2 separate regions of the Gasterosteus aculeatus genome follow, and region 1 is linked to region 2. The links are chromatin contacts, called in public Hi-C maps. All regions are on one chromosome and are shown on one strand. The core of a region is the stretch at or near the end of the contact, and the rest is flanking DNA. Distances in the headings are between cores, read along the strand shown.

Region 1 (3,904 bases), core at 622-3,121, 180 kb after region 2:
CACAGATTTGGACTTTTTTCCGGTATTTTACAAATACGGACCGGTCTGAGACTAAGAGCAGCTTTTTCTTCATTTAAAAGAAAAATGAATCTGTTTAATATTTTTTTTGACATCGGCTACTTCCATATTGTGTTGAAATGCAAGCTGCATTGGTTCTTGCATTGTTGATAGAAAATCATTTTTTTTTTCTCTTATAAAATATTAGAGATGGTAATTCATCTGTTGATTCTCTTTAATTATCAAATAAAGTAGGAAGTGATTAGCAACCTCTGAGTAGCAAACTCAGATTTGACAAAATTTAGAAAATCGAGATGCATCGATAATCGTTTTATCAGTTTAGAATCGATAATCAGTTTAGAATCGATCATCAGTCTAGAATCAATAATCGGTTTAGAATCGATCATCAGTCTAGAATCAATAATCGGTTTAGAATCGATTGTTGACCTCTGAATTGGAATCGTATCGAATCGTGAGGTGCCAAGAGATTCCCACCCCTAAATGTCACTGTCAATGGACGGACTGGCCCTTTTACACCTTCTCAGGAAAAGGAGGTGGGGGAGGGGCACCTGTGGGCCGAGGGACATTCAACCAACAGAGTCTGCACGGCAGAGAGAGAGACAGTGAACAAAGGACAATAATAGATTATCCAGTTCCTCTACATTTGGTGCCTCCAGACCGTAACAACCAGGGCTTGACGTTAACATTTCTGCTCACTGTGGTTTTTCCAAAGTAACTACTCACTCAGACATTTCATTAGCCACATTGTTTTTGTTGGCAAATTGAGTTTAGGACATAAAGTACAATATAAAACATTGTACACTCATCAGAAACACGTACACGTACATATGAGAAACACACGCATACATATATACTGCTGTGTCATACACACACACATATGAAATGCTTACATACGTACAAGTGAAACATTTATACGTATCTGAAACACTCAGATACATGCACATATGAAAAGGTTGAATACATATATATATATATATATATATATATATATATATATATGAGAGAGAGAGAGAGAGAGAGAGTTGAAAACATGCATACATGGATTACTGAATCTCTTGCATATGATTACAAAGATATAAAAAGTGTAGATACATATGCAAAGGTTTCACATATATTTGTATAAAAGTTTCATATGTATTCATACGAGTAATCTCACTAGCAGACAGAAGGCATCTCAGTTACACCGGAAGGGGGAAGCAAAGAGAGCAGGTTTTGAATCTTACGCCCTCAAATGAAATGGGCCGTCTCCAAATAGTTCATGTTCACTAGGCTGTTCCAAGCAAAATGAAGGGCCTCGCTGTGGACTCAGGGAAGTATTTATCAATCCTGACTTTGTCATTGATATTTGGTTGTAACATCAAACCAGGAAGACAAAACAGTCTTCACAATACAGTCCACTTTAACAGAAGCAACTATCAGACAGACATGTTATATGACAACGACAGCATTGTGTTTGACAGCCAGAGGGGAAAACAAGAAGCGACATTCTCAGTGGGTTTCAATGCCGGAAGCAGACAGCTGAGCCAAGTGTGCGACACACACTGACCGAATACCACTTTCATCCCCATCTTACTCTTCATTATTTGCTTTTACATATTCAAAAGACAAAGAAGGGACACTCACCACCACGGTACCGGTGTTTGGTCTGATAAACGCATACGTCTTCAAACAGGGAAGTGGGAGACATCAGGCTGAAGCAGGAGACATCAGGGTGAAGCAGGAGACATCAGGGTGAAGCAGGAGACATCAGGCTGAAGCAGGAGACATCTGTCTGAAGCAGGAGACATCAGGCTGAAGCAGGAGACATCAGGCTGAAGCAGGAGACATCTGGCTGAAGCAGGAGACATCTGTCTGAAGCAGGAGACATCAGGCTGAAGCAGGAGACATCTGGCTGAAGCAGGAGACATCTGGCTGAAGCAGAAGACATCAGGGTGAAGCAGGAGACATCTGGCTGAAGCAGGAGACATCAGGGTGAAGCAGGAGACATCAGGGTGAAGCAGGAGACATCAGGCTGAAGCAGGAGACATCTGTCTGTGCTGCTTCACCGAGAGGAACGCGAGTGGAGGCAGGAGTCGTTCCTGCGTAATGGGGGCGGACACTTTTGAGGAAACGAAACCTAAGAAATCCGAAAGGAGACACATGTGCCAACACGATTGACGGCTTTTAGAGAGTGAGGACATCATGTCTTTTGTCCTTCTCACGAGACGCTGCGGGTCTCTAACGGAACACATGAAGAAACCGAGAGTTTGAGACAACCGACAAGAGGAAGTTGGAACGTTCCCCGTTTGATTGTAAAACAAACTATAAAGCGCAGCAGGCGCGTGCACGGCGTTACGCGCGCGCACGGCGTTGCGCGGTGATGTAATCCAGTGATTAACACAGCCCGTATTGAGCTGCTGCGGTGAAGACGTGTTCTCATCTCGTCCGCTAGGTGGCAGAATGCAACATGTGCGTTTATGTCATGGAAGAGTTGTTCAAGAATAGAGACGTTTGGTTCATTAATATCGGTGTATTTGTCACACTTCGATCCTAAATATCTAATATAACGTTGGTAAAGGCTGTGGTCTAAAGAAAAGGACTCGTGTGGCTTGTATGGTCTCAGACTCTAGAACTTCTACCATGTTACCGTCTTGTTGCAGTCTTGCTTAAGGGACACACCAGACACACTGACTCTAAACTGTATTTCCCGTCCGCTGAAGGTTGGGGGTTTAAAACTGTGTCCTGTATAAAAACATGTCCCTCAAAAAGGTTAGTTTCCCCACCGCCCTCCTGCAGGCTTCTCCCCAGCAGCTACAGGGAAACTACTGAGGGAAAGATGGATGGAGCCACATTCAGGGACCTTTGAAGAAAATGTAATGCAGTCTGCAAAAGACTTGAACAATTCTTACGCGACACAGGTGTGAAATCATTAAACATGCATTTATTAAATAATACTTGCAAGTAGGAGACAGAATTGACACATACAAGTAATAAAACATGTTAACTATCATTTGACACAATATGTCTCTTTATAAACGGCACAGACTCACTGTCATGTAACGAAACATTATTTACGTTTTCCCAACAGCATGTTAACTTTTTAAAGTTCCCATCTCAAACCACTTGGGAATCTGTCTGTTCACAGACGGTCTCCATCCAGTCTGACTGAGCTTCAGCTCTTTTTTTCCCAAGAAGAACGGACAAACATTTCCATCTCCAGATGTGCAGCTGGTGGAGACAAACCCCAAATGACTTGCAGCCGTAATTGCAGCAAAAGGGGGTTCGGCCAAGTATTGACTGATGGGGGTGAATCCATCCAACAGATGTCAACTTTTTGTTCTCATGAATGTCTGTGCCACAATAAAGATCGTTTGCACATTCAAAGCATGTTGTGTTGATCAAATGGGAATTCCAGTTTGTAATGGTACAAAAGGGGCTGAATACTTAATGAATGGCATTAATATAATACATAATGAACACATGTTTACCTGTGATTAAAGGGCATGAATCAGTAACTTAATACAAAAAGAAGAAAATTAAGAGAAAACTTCTAAGCACAAAATCAACAGCGAAACAAAAGCTACAGTACAGTAGATCCTGTTACATGTTACAGATTGTACTCCAGAAGGACACACATACAAGCTGTACAACGCCACTGATTCTCTGAGGACCTGTTGTTCATTTCAGCACGACATGGAAGCCGTCAGCGTTTACATCTGCGTACCAGAAAGCCATGCAGTAAAATAACGTTCAATGACACCAATAATCCAGCTACACGGGGGACATAACGAACCGTTACCTCTCATAATGCTGAGGAGGAAGCTGCTTTCCTCCCTGAAGTTCTGCACCATCTGAAACAAACCGATTTAAAATGTTTTCTTTTAATCTCTGGCTTCTTCCAACATGC
Region 2 (4,439 bases), core at 103-2,602:
ATGCATCCACCCATCTACCCATCTATCCATCCATTCATCCATCCATCTACCCATCTATCCATCCATCTACCCATCCATCTATCATCCATCCATCTACCCATCCATCCATTCATCTATCCATCCATCTACCCATCTATTCATCCATCTATCCACCCATCCACCCATAGATCCATCCATTCATCTATCCATCCATCCATCCATCCACCCAGCCATCCATCTATCATCCATCTACCCATCTATCCATCCATCCACCCATCCATCTATCCATCCATCTACCCATCTATCCATCCATCCATCTAGCCAGCCATCCATCTACCCATCCATTAATCCATCCATCCATCTATCATCCATCCATCTATCCATCCATCTACCCATCCATCTATCCATTCATCCATCCACCCATCCATTTATCTATCCATCCATCTACCCATCCATCTATCCATCCATCTACCCATCTATTCATCCATCTACCCATCCATCTATCATCCATCCATGTACCCATCTATCCATCCATCCATCTATCCATTCATCCATCCATCTACCCATCTATCCATCCATCCATTCATCCATCCATCTACCCATCTCTCCATCCATCTACCCATCCACCCATCCATCTAGCCATCCATCCATCTACCCATCCATCCATCTACCCATCTATTCATCCATCTATCCATCCATCTATCCATCTACCCATCTATCCATCCATCCATCCATTCATCCATCCATCCATTGCACTCCGCCTCTGAAGTATGTAATGAGTGGTTTATACCCGTAGATGGCGTTATTTATTTACTAATCATGATTATAAGTGGACATTAACTTGCTACACTAAAGTTTCAATGTATTTATATGTTCCTTCATACAATGTATTTGTTTGTTTAATACATATTTTCGTTGTTTTCATTATATTGATTCACTTTATTTGAACAATTATCTTAACAATATTAACATTTCCAAAACCTGGATATATAGCGGATTCAGAGAGATTTGTATATATTTCAATATTTGTAGATCCGGGAGTAAATGGCACTAAGAATGGATTTATTTAAGACCATTATGAAAATAAAGACTTCTAGTCTCCCCGTGCTGGACTGCGCACAGAACCCAAACTGAACTTGTTCTCCCAAGACTCTCAAAGTCGGATTCCCACATTATGTTTCTGTCTGTTTTGTTGATCAAAAACTCCTATGAACTTATTAAAAGTCCAAAAATAAGCCACCTCTCGGAGGCCTGCGCAACAGAGTCCTGGCTGTGGAGGCGTAGTAGCCTAATAATCCGTCGCCTGGCGTCCAGTTGGTGGAAATCCCCACGTGGTTTCAACTCCTGTATAAAAACTTTGGGTGCGCTGAGCCCCTGTTGTCGTGATTGCAAAGGGAGAAAAGGGTCTCAGTGAGCCGCATCTCGCAAGGACGCACACCGAGCTGGTTATCCACAGCTGTGCGTAACGGAGCGTAGCCAGGGCGCACACAAAGGACCGAGGAGCGCTCTTATTCTCTGCGGGGCTTCGGCCGTACAAAGTGCAGTCGCCGCGCGTTCTGTGAATGGGTACGAGCGGACCGCGCGCCTTTGGACGCAGAGGGGCTTTTATCATTTAGACGCATCGGCGCAGCGCAGCGCTGCTTTGTTTTGGTACATCACGCTCAGTCTGAAGACAACGTGGTGCGACAGAAACGCGTCAACGATCCAAGCGTCGGAGTGCGCCTGTCAATCAGAGAGATTAACTTTTTATTTAGCGCAGAGAAAAGACGCGTCGCTGGATAACAACCTCAATGCACAATGACTCGAGGCAATTAGCCTCACGATTTCAGCCGCTTTTGTCTGTTTGGATTTAACGATTTTATTGGCTCCTGTGGATTTCTCACTTTTGGAGCACAAGGGGATGTTCTCTGCGGAACTTTCACATGTGTACATTGACATGATCTTTAAGTGTGTGTGTATGTGACACATTTGCTGTTTCCTCCATAGTTTTTGGACTGCGATTTTAATATTTTTAAAAAATGAGCATATACAGCGTGGCGTTGTCCTGTTTAGTGGCGTTCGTTCTCTCCGTGCGCTGCAGCTCGGTGGCCGTTACCGAGACGCAGAGCTCGCCCCAGGAGTCGTGCGCGTCCTGCGGCCTCAGGGCGCCGGATCAGTCGGAGCGGGTGAACATAGACTTTCTGGAGGCGGTGAAGAGGCACATACTGAACCGGCTACAGATGAGGGACAGACCCAACATCACTCACCCCATCCCCAAGGCGTCGATGGTGACGGCGCTCAGGAGGTTGCACGCCGGGAAATTGCGCGAGGACGGCCGGGTGGAGATCCCCAGTTTTGACGGACAAGCTGCGTACAACAACGAGGTGCAAGCGGAGAACTCGGAGATCATCAGCTTTGCCGAATCAGGTAATAATCAATAATTCATGGCACGTTCCCAAACCGACCCCTCGATGAACCCCGGTCGCCGTTTGACTATATGTAACGGGGAGCCCAGGGGGGCAGGTGTGTTAATGGCGTGGGATCACTCTCATCCATAGATAAAATTTCAATCATGTTGCTAACGTTGATATGAAGAAGGAGCAGAGATGAATGAGATGGAAGCATCAACAGTTTTGAAATACAATCCATGAACCAATTGGATCCGGTTCGCTCATCATTCACCATCATGTTATCACACTGTAATTCACTCCGCCGGGTTTTAGCCCGATGCAATTTAAAAAAAAACGCAAAATGAAGAGAAAGTCCTTAAATTACCCCCATGTGTTGTCAAGGGGATAAAAAGAACCTCTGAATCCAATTTCATCACTAAAGCTGTGCTCACATTCAATACTGCAATGTATAAAGCCCTCTTTTAAATACGGACAAAGTCCCTCAATTGGCCATTTATCCCTTCCTCTAAGAATGTGTATCTAACTAATTCTCAGAAGTCCAAAGAGAACACCCTTTCCTCTCTCTCTCTCCCTAAAATCATCTGCTTGACAGAATCCTCCAGTTGTCTGTCAGCGCTGTGAGACCTGCGTCTTTAACACAAACTTCTACAAATGTAAACCATTACAAATACCACACCAAAATGGGATATCTTAAACACACACACAAACACACAATCCCATGTTCTCCCATTGGCCCTCCTGGTACAATTAGCCTGAATGGGCTGCTGGGTCCTGCCTTCCAATGGGAATGATCTGAGCAGCCTCATGACAAGGGAACAAAAGCCAGGCACTTATTAGAAGACGGCTATGTGTTCCTGCTGAACCCAACATGTCAACGTAGAGCCGTGTGGGGGGCGGGAAGAGGGAGGGGGGCAAGGAAAACAAAAGAAACTGCTCAGAATAATGCATGAGACATTGGAGTTTGTGGGGTTAGTGGGTAAGGAGGGGGTATGGTCATGGTGATGGTAAAGGAGTGTGTGTGCCCATAATGCAGTGTTGCAAAGAATGCTTTTGTCGTTCTGAAGGTCCGCTGGTCTCCTTGGCTTCTTCTTCTTCTTTTTCTGTTTTTTTCCCCCCCTAGTTCTATTCTTTCTCCCACCTTTGAGCCTTTGTGTGGCATTGTACCATGGTGCTGGCTTGGGTCCCTTGCTCCCTAGACCCCGTCTGCCTCCTGGCCAGCTGGCTCACCCCCCCCACCCCCTCCCAGATCGGATGCTGCCAGCCAGGGGGCATGGCTCAAAGGCAAGGTCCCCAGAAAGCTCTGACACCAGGGGAGCTTGCACCCCCCCCCCCCCCCCCCCCTCCACCCCCACCAAGCATAAGGGAGCCAGGACTGTTGTTGTCATAGCTTAGGACAAGGCGGTTGCAAACATGTTTAGCCAACAGCAGTGTGGAGCAGTACGGTCACCCTCTCACCCCAACACAGGGTTAACTATATAGTTGTCGGGGAGCCGGCATCTCATCTCCAGTTGCGGTGGCACAGAGGAAAGAGGTCTGCCAAGCAGCCAGGACAGGTGCCAATCTCCTTTCTCTCCTGACATGGTCCCATGGGTCCTCGCTGAGGGATTCGGTGTCTCGTATCCACGGGAGCGAAGCGCAGGGTTCACAGGCAGGGAAAGAGGGAGGGGTTGGCGAAAGAGACAGAGCGGGGTCGAAGGAGATGTTTAGATCAACGCTTCTCAATTGCTTACTGTAGCCGTTCGGACCCAGTGAACTTGCAGCGAGTGGTCCAAGACAGGGAATTAAGACTTCATTATAGGAAGTCATTAACTCTAGACTGGTTCCTCCAGCAGTTGGCAGGTTTACTTGAGGACACAACTCTTTCATGAGGAGCTGTCAGTCGGGCCCTCCTGGACCTGGTCCAGACATTTTCCACATCCAACCGCAAGTGTGTGTTTCAGTCCTCAATGGGCCTGGCTGCCTCTCTATAGCCTGTGGTCCTCTAAATGATTTATTTAACGTTTTTAAAAATTCCCCAGTTTCAACAGCAACGAGAGAGCTTAAAAAGGTCTATGCTCCCCATCTCCATCC

The links. Hi-C and Micro-C count contacts between places; a contact is called where the count stands out from the background.
Region 1: a Hi-C map of skeletal muscle shows a contact between it and region 2, with 4 times the contacts expected there. The contact joins the promoter of LOC120834422 here to the promoter of inhbb in region 2. A contact is called at or near these places in 4 of 6 Hi-C or Micro-C datasets (skeletal muscle, tail fin and whole body).

What each region holds. Positions count from the first base shown.
Region 1 is chr16:2,022,172-2,026,075 of fGasAcu3.hap1.1, forward strand. LOC120834422 (sterile alpha motif domain-containing protein 9) reads right to left here and starts at 1,872. Exons shown (of 4, transcript XM_078090663.1): 1 at 1,642-1,872. tfcp2l1 (transcription factor CP2-like 1) reads right to left here. Exons shown (of 15, transcript XM_078090665.1): 14 at 3,797-3,848; 15 at 1,864-2,096. The coding sequence ends at 2,005.
Region 2 is chr16:1,837,695-1,842,133 of fGasAcu3.hap1.1, forward strand. It overlaps inhbb (inhibin subunit beta B), which reads left to right and starts at 1,353. Exons shown (of 2, transcript XM_078090635.1): 1 at 1,353-2,385. The coding sequence starts at 1,998.